Regions from separate parts of the Mus musculus genome. Here region 2 is linked to region 1. A link is a contact called in public Hi-C data. All regions are on one chromosome and are shown on one strand. The core of a region is the stretch at or near the end of the contact, and the rest is flanking DNA. Distances in the headings are between cores, read along the strand shown. Region 1 has its middle 67 kb from the start of Gm32357. Region 2 has its middle 180 kb from the start of Gm32357.

Region 1 (5,564 bases), core at 588-3,087:
ATCCATTAACATTTAACTATTAGATCAAACGTTTCTTTACTAAGAAGGCATTCTCTAACTCTTTAAGATGTCTCAGTCTTTGCAGTTATGTAATTTGTATCTTCACAGGACTACTATGAGGGCAGTTCCACAGTTTAATTGATCTAGTTATAGTTATGTAAATAGATTCTATCTAGTCAAGGCTGATTTTTGATGTTTAGTATTCTTTGCAACAACTATAACTTGACTGGCACAAATGAAACATTTAATAAAATGAACAGAGTAGCAATGTGTGAAGAATGTGCCATATAAGTTAGGTAATGTATAGTTTAATATCAAATACTAATTGATTATGATGACTTTGTTTTTAAACACTGTGGCACAGATACATGATTTTATCTTCCTTCAATTATACTTGAATATTAGGCTGATCTGATATATAACAGAAACCTCATTCCAAAGATTATCAATAAATATAACATTAAAAGTCCAGCACCCTCCAAATAAAGTTGCTTTGTTTCTAGTCACAAAAGAAAAAAAGACAAAATTCAAAAAAAATTCTTTTTGATGTCTAAAAAAGTATTCTAAATGTTTTCTGTTGATAATAGTGTAAAAATGTTTCTCTCTTTTATGAATAGTTTAACTATGTTTAGAGAAGTACACAACAGCATCATTAAACTTTTTTTCTAATATAATCTCATTTTTTTTATTTTTTATTATTGGGTATTTATTTCATTTACATTTCCAATGCTATCCCAAAAGTCCCCCACACCCCCCCCCCCACTGCCCCATCCACCCACTACCACCTCTTGGCCCTGGCGTTCCCCTGTACTGAGGCATATAAAGTTTGCACGACCAATGGGCCTCTCTTTCCACTGATGGCCGACCAGGCCATCTTCTGATACATATGCAACTAGAGACACGAGCTCCAAGGAGGGGGGTAGGGGGGTGGTGGTGGTACTGGTTAGTTCATATTGTTGTTCCACCTATAGGGTTGCAGATCCGCCCAGCTCCCTGGGTATTTCCTCCTTATACCCATATCTTTTACACAACTGATTTAAGAGGATTTCTATGTCCATGATGCAGAAAATAACACTGCCCAAAGCTAGACCCCTGGAAATCAGTAGATAATTGTAGTTGAGCCATGAAAGAAAGAGAACTGTAATTTCACAGATTTCAAAGAATGAATAGTCTTAGTTTGTGAATTTGTTTTCTTCTGGGGCAGATTATGTTTACTTTGTTTATTTTTATTGTTTTTTTTTTTTAATTAAAGTTTAAGAATATGTCATTTCCAGTGCCAGGCTTGGTGGCACACGCCTTTAATCCCAGCACTCGGGAGGCAGAGGCAGGCAGATTTCTGAGTTTGAGGCCAGCCTAGTCTACAAAGTGAGCTCCAGGACAGCGAGGGCTGCACAGAGAAACCACATCTCAAAAAACAAAAACAAAAACAAACAAACAAACAAAAAAAGATGTCATTTCCTCCCATATTGTCTCCTTACTCAGTCTCCAATAATTAATTCTATATCCTCCCAACTTAACGATAAAAATTAAACATAGTATCCTAGCATCCAAACATTACTTGCATGCCATAAATTTCTACCATTTGTCTAGACAGGTTGAAATTAAAGGCAGTTGAGGGCCACCTGTCTTGAATGCTGAACATCCAACTCAAGTCCTCAGCAAGAACAGTCTGCAGTCTCTCCAGTCTGGCTACAAATTAGATTCCTTCCTTCCCACCAAATGATACATGCTCACATCTTCTTTGTTCCACTTCCTGCTCTTTTTCATGGTAGAGCAGAAGATGTGAATGAACAGCAACTGCGACATAGCCTGAATTCCTTGGTCTTGAGACTTTGTTAAATTCCTTCATGCTTGTGACCTCAATCTGACTCAGATTCTTAGGACACAGAGAGAATGCAGTATGTGCAGTATCTTGCTAAAATGACTCCTCATCTGTGGACTGGAAAACACAGTCCCTTGTGACCCTTTGAAAACCCAGGAGTACAGGACACCAGAACACTGCCATCAGTAACAACTAAGCCGTGCTCATCAGAGATCATAGAGACTGAAGCAGCAGCCACCCACGGATCCTGCATGGGTCTGCGCCATATCCTCTGCATACATGCTGTAGTTATTTACCTTGAGTTTTGTTGGACTCCTAGCAATGGCAGTGGGCAGTGCCATTGACTCTTTTGCCACACCGTAGGACTTCATCTAGCCTTGAAGGAGGGCATATCCCTAGTATTATTGAATCTTATTGTACCAAGTTTGATACCACAGGGAGGCCTGTTCTTCTCTGAAGGGAAATGGAGGAACACTGGGTCTGGGGGAGAGGAGAGGTGATATGGGATCTGAGAGGACGGGATGGAGAGGAGACTTAAATACCTACATATTGGATTAGACAGAATGAATAAATGAATGAATGCATGAATGAATGAATAGAGAAAGTAGGAATCAAGATATCACTTTCTATTTTTCTTTTGGCATTTTGCTCTCCTGTACTCTAACATCCAAACTTATTGTTCCCAATTACCTGAATTAATTACTTTCCTTACTATTGTGACAAAATATTCATCAAAATAAACTTAAAGAAATAAGGATATCGTCCATCATAGTGGGATCATATGCGGGTAGGCTATGAGGCAACTCATTATATTGCATTGCATTAACCAGGCAACAGATACCTACAGATACAACAGTACTAAACCTCGTTATTTAACAGAATTATTCTCCAGTAACCAGAAACATATCCAGGTAACCTACATTGTGAGGTTCTTAAAGTATAGAAAGTAGATAGGTATTCAGGAAATGGCCTCTCTGGCTTTTGTAGATGGCATAGTAATGTTAAAGAATCCTAGGAAGCAGACAGAGAGGGCCCATTCAACAGGAACCCACATGTGAAACAGACATGGGAAAATTAGTCCACTGCGTTGGCCGAATGGAATGTAGCAGATAGTTAACATATAACTACACTCTCCACTTTGTGCCAAGGAAACAGTTCTGAGATGTACAAGACCTTCTGAAGGTAATGTGGGTTTGAGTAGCCTAGGATGGTTTTAGAGATTCTGATAGGATTAAACATCAAACCGAATACAAAAAACTTAAAAGTGCTGTGCCAAGATAGATAATATGATGTGAGGAGCTGAATTACTCCCCCTTATATTCTATAAATTGAAGCTATAATACTCATTGCAGAGGTTAATCCTAAAGGATTAGTGTCATTATAATAAAAGACACTAGAGGGCTCTGCTTCCATCCCCATGAGAAGACATACTGAGAACACCACCAGAAAAACAGGAGTTGAGTTGAATGCCATTTAACTTGGACTTCTGGACTGCACATATTTGGGCCAGTGCATTCATGTTATCTAAGACCCTGGTCCTTTGTATCTTATTGTGAACATCTGAGCTTGTGTAGACAGAGTGAATGATATCTGGTGAGAGAGAGAGAGAGAGAGAGAGAGAGAGAGAGAGAGAGAGAGAGAGAGAGAGAGAACATGAATATAATTCATCAGTTAAATGAGCCACCTCAAGGGAAGAAATGTAATTCTATCCAGAGGAGCATCATCATTTGGAAATAATGGAATGGAGGAGGCTGTAGGGAAGGATGGAAGGAAGGTAGGCTGTAGAACTTAATCGAGGCTGTAGAATTTTATAAGTCTCCAATAAAGCTATGGTATGCGTGGTCTTCAAGTAAAGGGAAGGACTGAGCCTCCAGCAACAACAGCTTAAACACTTAGCACTCCCACCTCAGGAACAGGGTGGAGATGGCTGGGAGGGATGGACACCAAGCCAAAGAAAACTATTCTTTTGCCTCAAGACTCTAGTATTTACTATTAATATTGGAACGAGCAAAGTTTGACTGCATTTTGTATGTGATAATGTATGAAAATGAGTCTATGAGTAATGCAATGGAATGGACAGAGTCTCATGTCTGAAAAAAAATTGTAGATGGTAGCTCTTTATCCAAAGCTTTATTTAAAGGAAGTATGAATTAGGGTTCAAAGACATCATGTGCTTAGAGCTTTGATCTTATAAGGCCGATGTTCCTAAAAGAAGAAAACCTGGTTACTCTCTGTGAGCTTGTGAGAACAAACAGAATGCAGTTATCTGTAATTCAGGAAAAAGGACTCACTTGAAGAGGACTCATATCCTCTATTTTGGAATTACTGTAAGCAAATACATTTAAGAAACCTTATTTATAGTATTTCTTATGGAGGCTCCAGTGATCTAACAAATGAGACTAAATAGTCTCATTTTAAAAATGCTTTGAACTAACTGTCTCTTACTAAATTACTCTAATCCCAATTGTATAAAAATAATTTTGTTAAGATTAGAGATATTATGTCAGGTCATATTTGCACAACCAATTTTTTGAGCGAAGAATTTCAATATGATATAGGAGTTCTGCAGATCAGCTGTGATTATTCACAGAAATTCAAGGGAAACAACTAGTCCTAAGCAATGAAATTGTCCACATCACTTTCTTATAAAATGAAATTCTTGATTTTCACACTCCCTGGACATTATCTTTCCACCTGGACAGATAATGCCATTACAGCCTGGGTAATGGTGTGATTCCATACTGAAATCTCTAGAGTACAACTTACAGTAGAAGTCACTGATAAGCATGTTATAAAGTAGGTTTGCAGTCTTCATCAGCACATTTCTTTTCTTAAATACTTTACACAATTAAGAAAGTAATACCTTCCTGAAATCCCGGAGTTGTCCAGAGCACTTACTGTGTAGGTAGCCAATGATTTTCCAAAAGCATGTTTTAAATTTTTTATGGTTATTATTAGAAAAGTAAATCTTACATTGCTCAGAAAAAAAAAACCAAATTACTTCACAATTAACAACCCAATATTGCTGCTCACACACTTACACTAGTGAGTGTGAAAGGCAACACAGATAGGGACTATTTGGACTGCACCTCAACTTTTCTCCACCAACTGTCATGGATTATATTTGGTGTGTGTGTGTGTGTGTGTGTGTGTGTGTGTGTGTGTGTGTGTGTATTGTGTATGTGCACGCTCACACATGTATTTACAAGCTTACTATTAATAACTATATAACTGTATAATTGTTGCATTGGGCATTAATCTTTTGTGGTATTTCCTTTGTGGATTTCCCCTCTTTCATACTTCTTTGATTAAAATATGTGAAGAAAATAAAAGCATAAATAATATTCAAGTTTCCTACATTGTAACAAAATCCTTCTTTCTTGATATTTTGTGCCTCAATTCTATAAAAGGAAAGCTACTAACACTGTTCAAATGAAGCAACATTGTATCTCTAGTATTATACTATCTTACAAAAGGGTAGTAATTTTAACATAATTTACTAGTAATACAAATTACAATGTCTAAAATTAAGTTTAAAAATGGAAGCACTGAAAATTTTAATTTGCTTCTGATTCTCACTCCTCTTTCAAGGATCATTCATTTAAAAAGCATATAAAACTAAGACTTTTCTTTCCATAATAATACAGTAAGCCATGTTCTACATTTAATAAATATTTTGCTGGTAGCTGGGTGGTGCCGAGCACACAAAAGAGTCCTGTTGAACTCCGTGGAGTTGAGTCAG
Region 2 (6,006 bases), core at 903-3,402, 110 kb before region 1:
TGCTTGTTCTGTGACAAGGAAGTTCATAGGAAGTTCATAGCTTATTAAGTGCTTTGGAGCAGACCTTTAAAAACCTTTATCATTTCCAAATGACATCATAACCAAGGCTCTGTTTTAAAATAATTATAATGTTTGTTAATTCATTTTGTCACACAAGTACAGAACTTAAGTTGTGTCATAGACGTTCCATTGATGTGAAGAGATAATATGACTATGGCAACTCTTTTAAAGAAAAAAACATTTAAGTGGTGATGGCTTAAAGTTTCAGAGGTTTAGACCATTATCAGCACAGTCAGAAGGATGGCAACATCGGGCAGACATGGGGCTGGAGAAGGAGTTGAGAGTTCTACATCTTTATCTGCAGGCAGCAGCAGGGGACTGTCTGCCCCATTGGGCATAGCTTGAGCATAGGAAACCTCGAAGCTTACCCTCACAGTGAACATACTTCCTCCAGCAACCATAGGCCATACTCCTAATAGTGGCACTCCCTATGGGCCAAGCATTTAAACAAATGAGTCTCTGAGAGTTGTACCTAGTCTGACCAGCACACATATCTCAGCAAACAGTGTAAACATGACTCACATTAATATTATTAAGTTAAAGCACAAAAGACATCGTGTTACTCAGAACCACAGATCATGGATTAGATTGAGATAGAATGTCAGTTGCCATATGCATTTTGAAAACATAAAAGAAATGGTGAACACCTTGTTGACCATCGGTTTAAGGATTTGATATGAGGCCATGCATTAGTAATTCTGCTTAAGTGAAAAAAAAAAAAAGTATAGTAAGTGTGATCATAAAAATAAAAGTATTTTTAAATTCAAAATTTATGAAAATGGAAGGTCTTTAGATTTTCATAGCAAAACAGTATATGATATATAATTAATTATATGAATAAATATATTTACAACAACAACCAACAAAGAAATGTAGTGTTTTCTCTTAAAAAAATCCCAGTACTCAGGTTCTATAGGACGAAACCTCTGTGTTTTCATTTTCTTTTCTTTTGTTATTAGATATTTTCTTTAGTTCCTTATAACCTCCCTTTATTTCCCTATATTCCCCCCTCTCTGCTCCCCTACCCACCCACTCCCACTTCTTGGCCCTGGCGTTCCCCTGTACTGGGGCATATAAAGTTTGCAAGACCAAGGGGCCTCTCTTCCCAATGATGGCCGACTAGGCCATCTTCTCCTACATATGCAGCTAGAGACAGGAGCTCTGGGGGTACTGGTTAGTTCATATTGTTGTTCCACCTATAGGGTTGCTAAAGCAGTGCTTCAAGAAAGCACCTCTCCGTCTTCTATCCTGGTATGTTGTTGACAAGGTGGCCACCAGGGGGAAACCTTGGACTATAAACGTCCATGAGTCCTTAACTTAAAATCACAGCACAATTTATTACAAATTAAATATCTAACACGTCATTTCAAACCTCGTTCAAACATTTGAGATATGATTTGAACAGAGTTTAAGTTCTGTATGAAAAATACTTTTTCTTGATTTCACAGTAATCCCATATTAATACAAATCAACGAATAACTGCACGTGTGCGCATTTGTTAGTATGAATGTGCAAAGCTATGTGTGGGTGCATGCAGCTATGTAGGAGTGTCCATGAGCTTCTGAGCTTTAGGGGGCCAGGTGAAAACATTAGACATCTTCTCAATGTCTCTCTATCCAATTTTTTAGACAGGGCTTCTCACTGAACCTGAGGTTTGTCAATTCAGCTTGACAGATTGGCTAGGAAGCCACGGACATTTGGTTGTCTACACAACCTACGTTCTGTGCTTAAAGGGATATTTTCTGCATTAAATTAATGTTCCTTTTTATACTCAGATGTTATATAGTGGAGAAAGATGATCTATGTTTATACTAACAGGTTAATTTCACACCAAATTTCTCCACTATTTCAGAGGTTCTGCAGCAAGGTGAATCACACGTTGGAACCTATGCCTCACACATTTTCTTGCATTAATCATCTAATTCCTTCCGTGGCTTCAAGTCAAATTGCACTAGGTAACAACTTCCCATAAGAAGACATTTGGGGCATGTCTCTTTGCTATGACTAAGACTATGAAAACTCAGCATGTTCCCATGATCTAATACATCCTTATTTGGTACCTTAACAACACTTTAAAGGAATCCTTTTCCATGTTTCTCACAAGGTAAAGGAAACTATGATGCCTAGAATACTTACTTCTGCAGTGCACAGAGGGATGGCTACAGAAGATGACTCAGGTGTTGGAAACTGCAGCTGAACTTTCAAGTGATGCTTGCAATGGTAGGGAGTAGGCCTAGTTCCAGTGTAAACCAATTCGAATCAAAACATTCTAAAACCAAGATATGTTCTCTTGAGTACAATTAGGCATAACTGCTTATATAAGAAGGGTTTGTCTGTAAAAAATTTTTTTTTTTTTTGCTTTGTTTAATGGTCGCTGTTCTCAGGCCTTGAAAGTGAGGTTAGCATAAGATGTAACATTCAAGTAGTTCCAAAATCTCAAGCCAGTTAGCAAGAGACAAGATGGAGTTTGACCACTTACCTTTCCCCACTAAGATCAGGAGTGAACTTGGGCACTGAACCACAGATCATGGTTCTAGTGCATTGCCAACTGCCATTTCAATGGTAAATAGGGAAGCTACAAGGACTTCAGGGCCCATTGCCCACTGCTAATAACGGTCAGCATGCTGTAACAATCTCTTGGACCACAGTATATTGAGGCAGGGCAGTCATACTTAAAAAACAAAACAAAACAAATGAACAGAAAGCTCAGCATTTCTTCAAAGTAGGAAACATAGAGATTGCATGAGTCCAGAAGACTCATCCCAAGATATATAGCCAAAGTCCATAAGCATACAACCCCACAGGAACTTTATGTGTGTGCCTGTAATTTCATGTATGTGAGATGGATAAAGTATTTCTAGGGAAGCTGCTTTTATCTACCAATAAATAATAAAATCCTTTATGTTTATAAGATAGAATATTTTGCAGCATTAAAAGTAAATGAATAGTAATTCATACTATGTCCTAGATAAGTCTTGAGAAACTTTCACTTTAAAGAATCCATTCAAATTACTTTTAGTGTCTTCTACTTTTGTATAAAATCTCCAGAAGAGGGAAATCCTAGAGATGGGGATGGATTAAGGTTGCCTCTGGCTTGAAAGAAGGAAAGGGGGAAGGGCAGTGGGGAGTTTCTTTTGAAGGTGAAAAAAAATTACTCAGAAACTAGATAATGGTAATGTCTGTAGTCTGCCCACACAAAGGTAGTCATGATGAATTATACACATTAAACATAGGAATGGCTTTGTGTATTACAATACCCCTATACAATTATTTCTAAAAGGGAAGTCTGAGCTGGTTGTTTCTCACCTTTTCAAGCTCAGGGTTTAACCTAAATACATGAATATTTACTATTAAACTTATTTTCCTCTTTATCACTGAAAATTGGTAGCTTTCTCTTTCCTTGCCCATTCTTATGTCTGTAGGGTTATCTGTTCTTTTCCTTCATATAGGAATATATATGAAGGAAATATAGTCCCTTTCCTTGCTATCTTCTGCCCTTTCCTCTTTCTCCCTGTTCCCTTTTGATGTGCTGAAAACTTATTTCTCTGACCACTCAGAACCTGTCCCTAGGCTTTTGTCACCTAGTAACCTGGAGTTGATATAGTTTTCCTTTTAGTTCATTATTTCTGCGTTCAAAACTTCTCTTTAATTCCGTGTAGAGAGGCTTTACTGTCACACTATCAGGTGTTGCTAATTCAGTACCCGTGATTCTGTGGCTAAGCACCATGTTTGAGCTTCCCAACAATGTGATTTATGGATTGCTGAAAGTCTTGCTTGTTCTGAATGCTCAGGACTTTCTTTCTACAAGAGTAGAAAGAAAGAACACACTGATCACTGGCGACTTTCACAATGGTCACATGCACACCTCACTATAAGGAATGGGTATCCAAAAGCTAGAAGTGCCCATCAGCCACTTGGAACATGGCTCCTCTGAAATGAAATGCTGTTTTTGTGAAATTCACGTAAGACTCCAACATAAAAGTACTGTAAATTATCATGTTAATGTTATTCTGAATATATATTGAAATGATTATATTTATCTAATCTGACAAAAATTATATCAATAAGAATTGATGGTTCCAGGATTCTGCCTAGAGTAGTCTGCACAGATGAGAGTGTGGACTACAGAAGCTAACAGCTTCTGTGAAAGGCCAAAACAACACAGCTTCTGGGACAGGTCCTGTTTTGGGCCTTCATATTCGGCCAGGAGGGAGGTCCGAATGCCAGATATCTGTGCACCTTCCCTGTAAGAGGAGAGCGTGCCTGCAGAGAGTGCTCTGACCACTGAAACTCAGAGGAAAGATATAGTCTCCCAGGTCTGCTGATAGAGGCTAACAGAATCACCTGAGGAATAAGCTCTAACCAGAGACAACTAAATCAACGAACTCCAGAGATTACCAGATGGTGAAAGGTAAACATAAGAACCTTACTAACAGAAACCAAGACCACCACTCACCATCATTAGAACCCAGCACTCCCACCTTGCCCAGTCCAGGGCACCCCAACACACCCGAAAAGCTAGACCTGGATTGAAGAGCATATCTCATGATGATGGTAGAGTACATCAAGAAGGACTTTAATAACTCACTCAAAGAAATACAGGAGAACACTGCTAAACAGGTAGAAGACCTTAAAGAGGAAGCACAAAAATCCTTAAAGAATTGCAGGAAAACATGAGCAAACAGGTGATGGAATTGAATAAAACCATCCAAGACCTAAAAAGGGAAGTAGACACAATAAGAAAACCCAAAATGAGGCAACACTGGAGACAGAAACCCTAGGAAAGAAATCTGGAACCATAGATGCGAGCATCAACAACAGAATACCAGAGATGGAAGAGAGAATCTCAGGTGCAGAAGATTCCATGGACATCAGCACAACAATTAAAGAAAATGGAAAATGCAAAAAGATCCTAACTCAAAACATCCAGGAAATACAGGACACAATGAAAAGATCAAACCTACGGTTAATAGGAGTAGATGAGAATGAAGATTTTCAACTCAAAGGACAACAAATATCTTCAACAAAATTATAGAAGAAAATTTCCCAAACCTAAATAAAGAGATGCCCATGAACATACAAGAAGCCTACAGAACTCCAAATAGACTGGACCAGAAAAGAAATTCCTCCCGACACATAATAATCAGAACAACAAATGCATTAAATAAAGATAGAATATTAAAAGGAGTAGGGAAAAAGGTCAAGTAACATATAATGGCAAGCCTATCAGAATTAGACCAGATTGTTCACTAGAGACTATGAAAGCCAGAAGAGCCTGGACAGATGTTATACTAAGAGAACACAAATGCCAACCCAGGCTACTATACCCAGCCAAACTTTCAATTACCTTAGATGGAGAAACAAAAGTATTCCACCACAGATTCAAATTCACACATTATCTTTCCCTGAATCCTGCCCTTCAAAGGATAATAACAAAAAAAAAAAAAAAATACCACGTCCTAGAAAAAGCAAGAAGGTAATCCCTCAATAAACCTAAAAGAAGACAGCCACAAGAACAGAATGCCAACTTTAACAACAAAAATAATAGGAAGCAACAATTACTTTTCCTTAATATCACTTAATATCAATGGACTCAACTCCCCAATAAATAGACATAGACTAACAGACTGGCTACACAAACAGGACCCAAAATTTTGCTGCTTACAGGAAACCCATCTCAGGGAAAATGATAGACACTACCTCAGAATGAAAGGCTGGAAAACAATTTTCCAAGCAAATGGTCTTAAGAAACAAGCTGGAGTAGCCATTCTAAAATCTAATAAAATCGACTTCCAACCCAAAGTCATCAAAAAAGACAAGGAGGGGCACTTCATACTCATCAAAGTTATAATCTTCCAAGAGGAACTCTCAATTCTGAATATCTATGCTCCAAATACAAAGGCAGACACATTAATTTTAAAAAAAGTTAGTAAAGCTCAAAGCACA

Evidence for each region. Hi-C and Micro-C count contacts between places; a contact is called where the count stands out from the background.
Region 2: a Hi-C map of embryonic fibroblasts shows a contact between it and region 1, with 9 times the contacts expected there. The contact joins two enhancer-like sites. A contact is called at or near these places in 1 of 39 promoter capture datasets (liver), 48 of 484 Hi-C or Micro-C datasets (the AML12 cell line, the G1E-ER4 cell line, the HL-1 cell line and 26 more) and 2 of 115 datasets of contacts at active chromatin or transcription factors (embryonic fibroblasts and fibro-adipogenic progenitors).

Annotation. Positions count from the first base shown.
Region 1 is chr16:86,300,339-86,305,902 of GRCm38.p6, reverse strand. No RefSeq gene overlaps it. Among named protein-coding and RNA genes, the nearest start is that of Gm32357, 67 kb to the right of the region's middle. Within about 2 kb of position 1,837, at least 32 of the 459 cell types and tissues checked have an H3K27ac peak or open chromatin away from gene starts, as enhancers often do. A contact at or near this core is called in embryonic fibroblasts and tail fibroblasts, where this site is marked.
Region 2 is chr16:86,414,982-86,420,987 of GRCm38.p6, reverse strand. No RefSeq gene overlaps it. Among named protein-coding and RNA genes, the nearest start is that of Gm32357, 180 kb to the right of the region's middle. Within about 2 kb of position 2,152, at least 6 of the 459 cell types and tissues checked have an H3K27ac peak or open chromatin away from gene starts, as enhancers often do. A contact at or near this core is called in embryonic fibroblasts and tail fibroblasts, where this site is marked.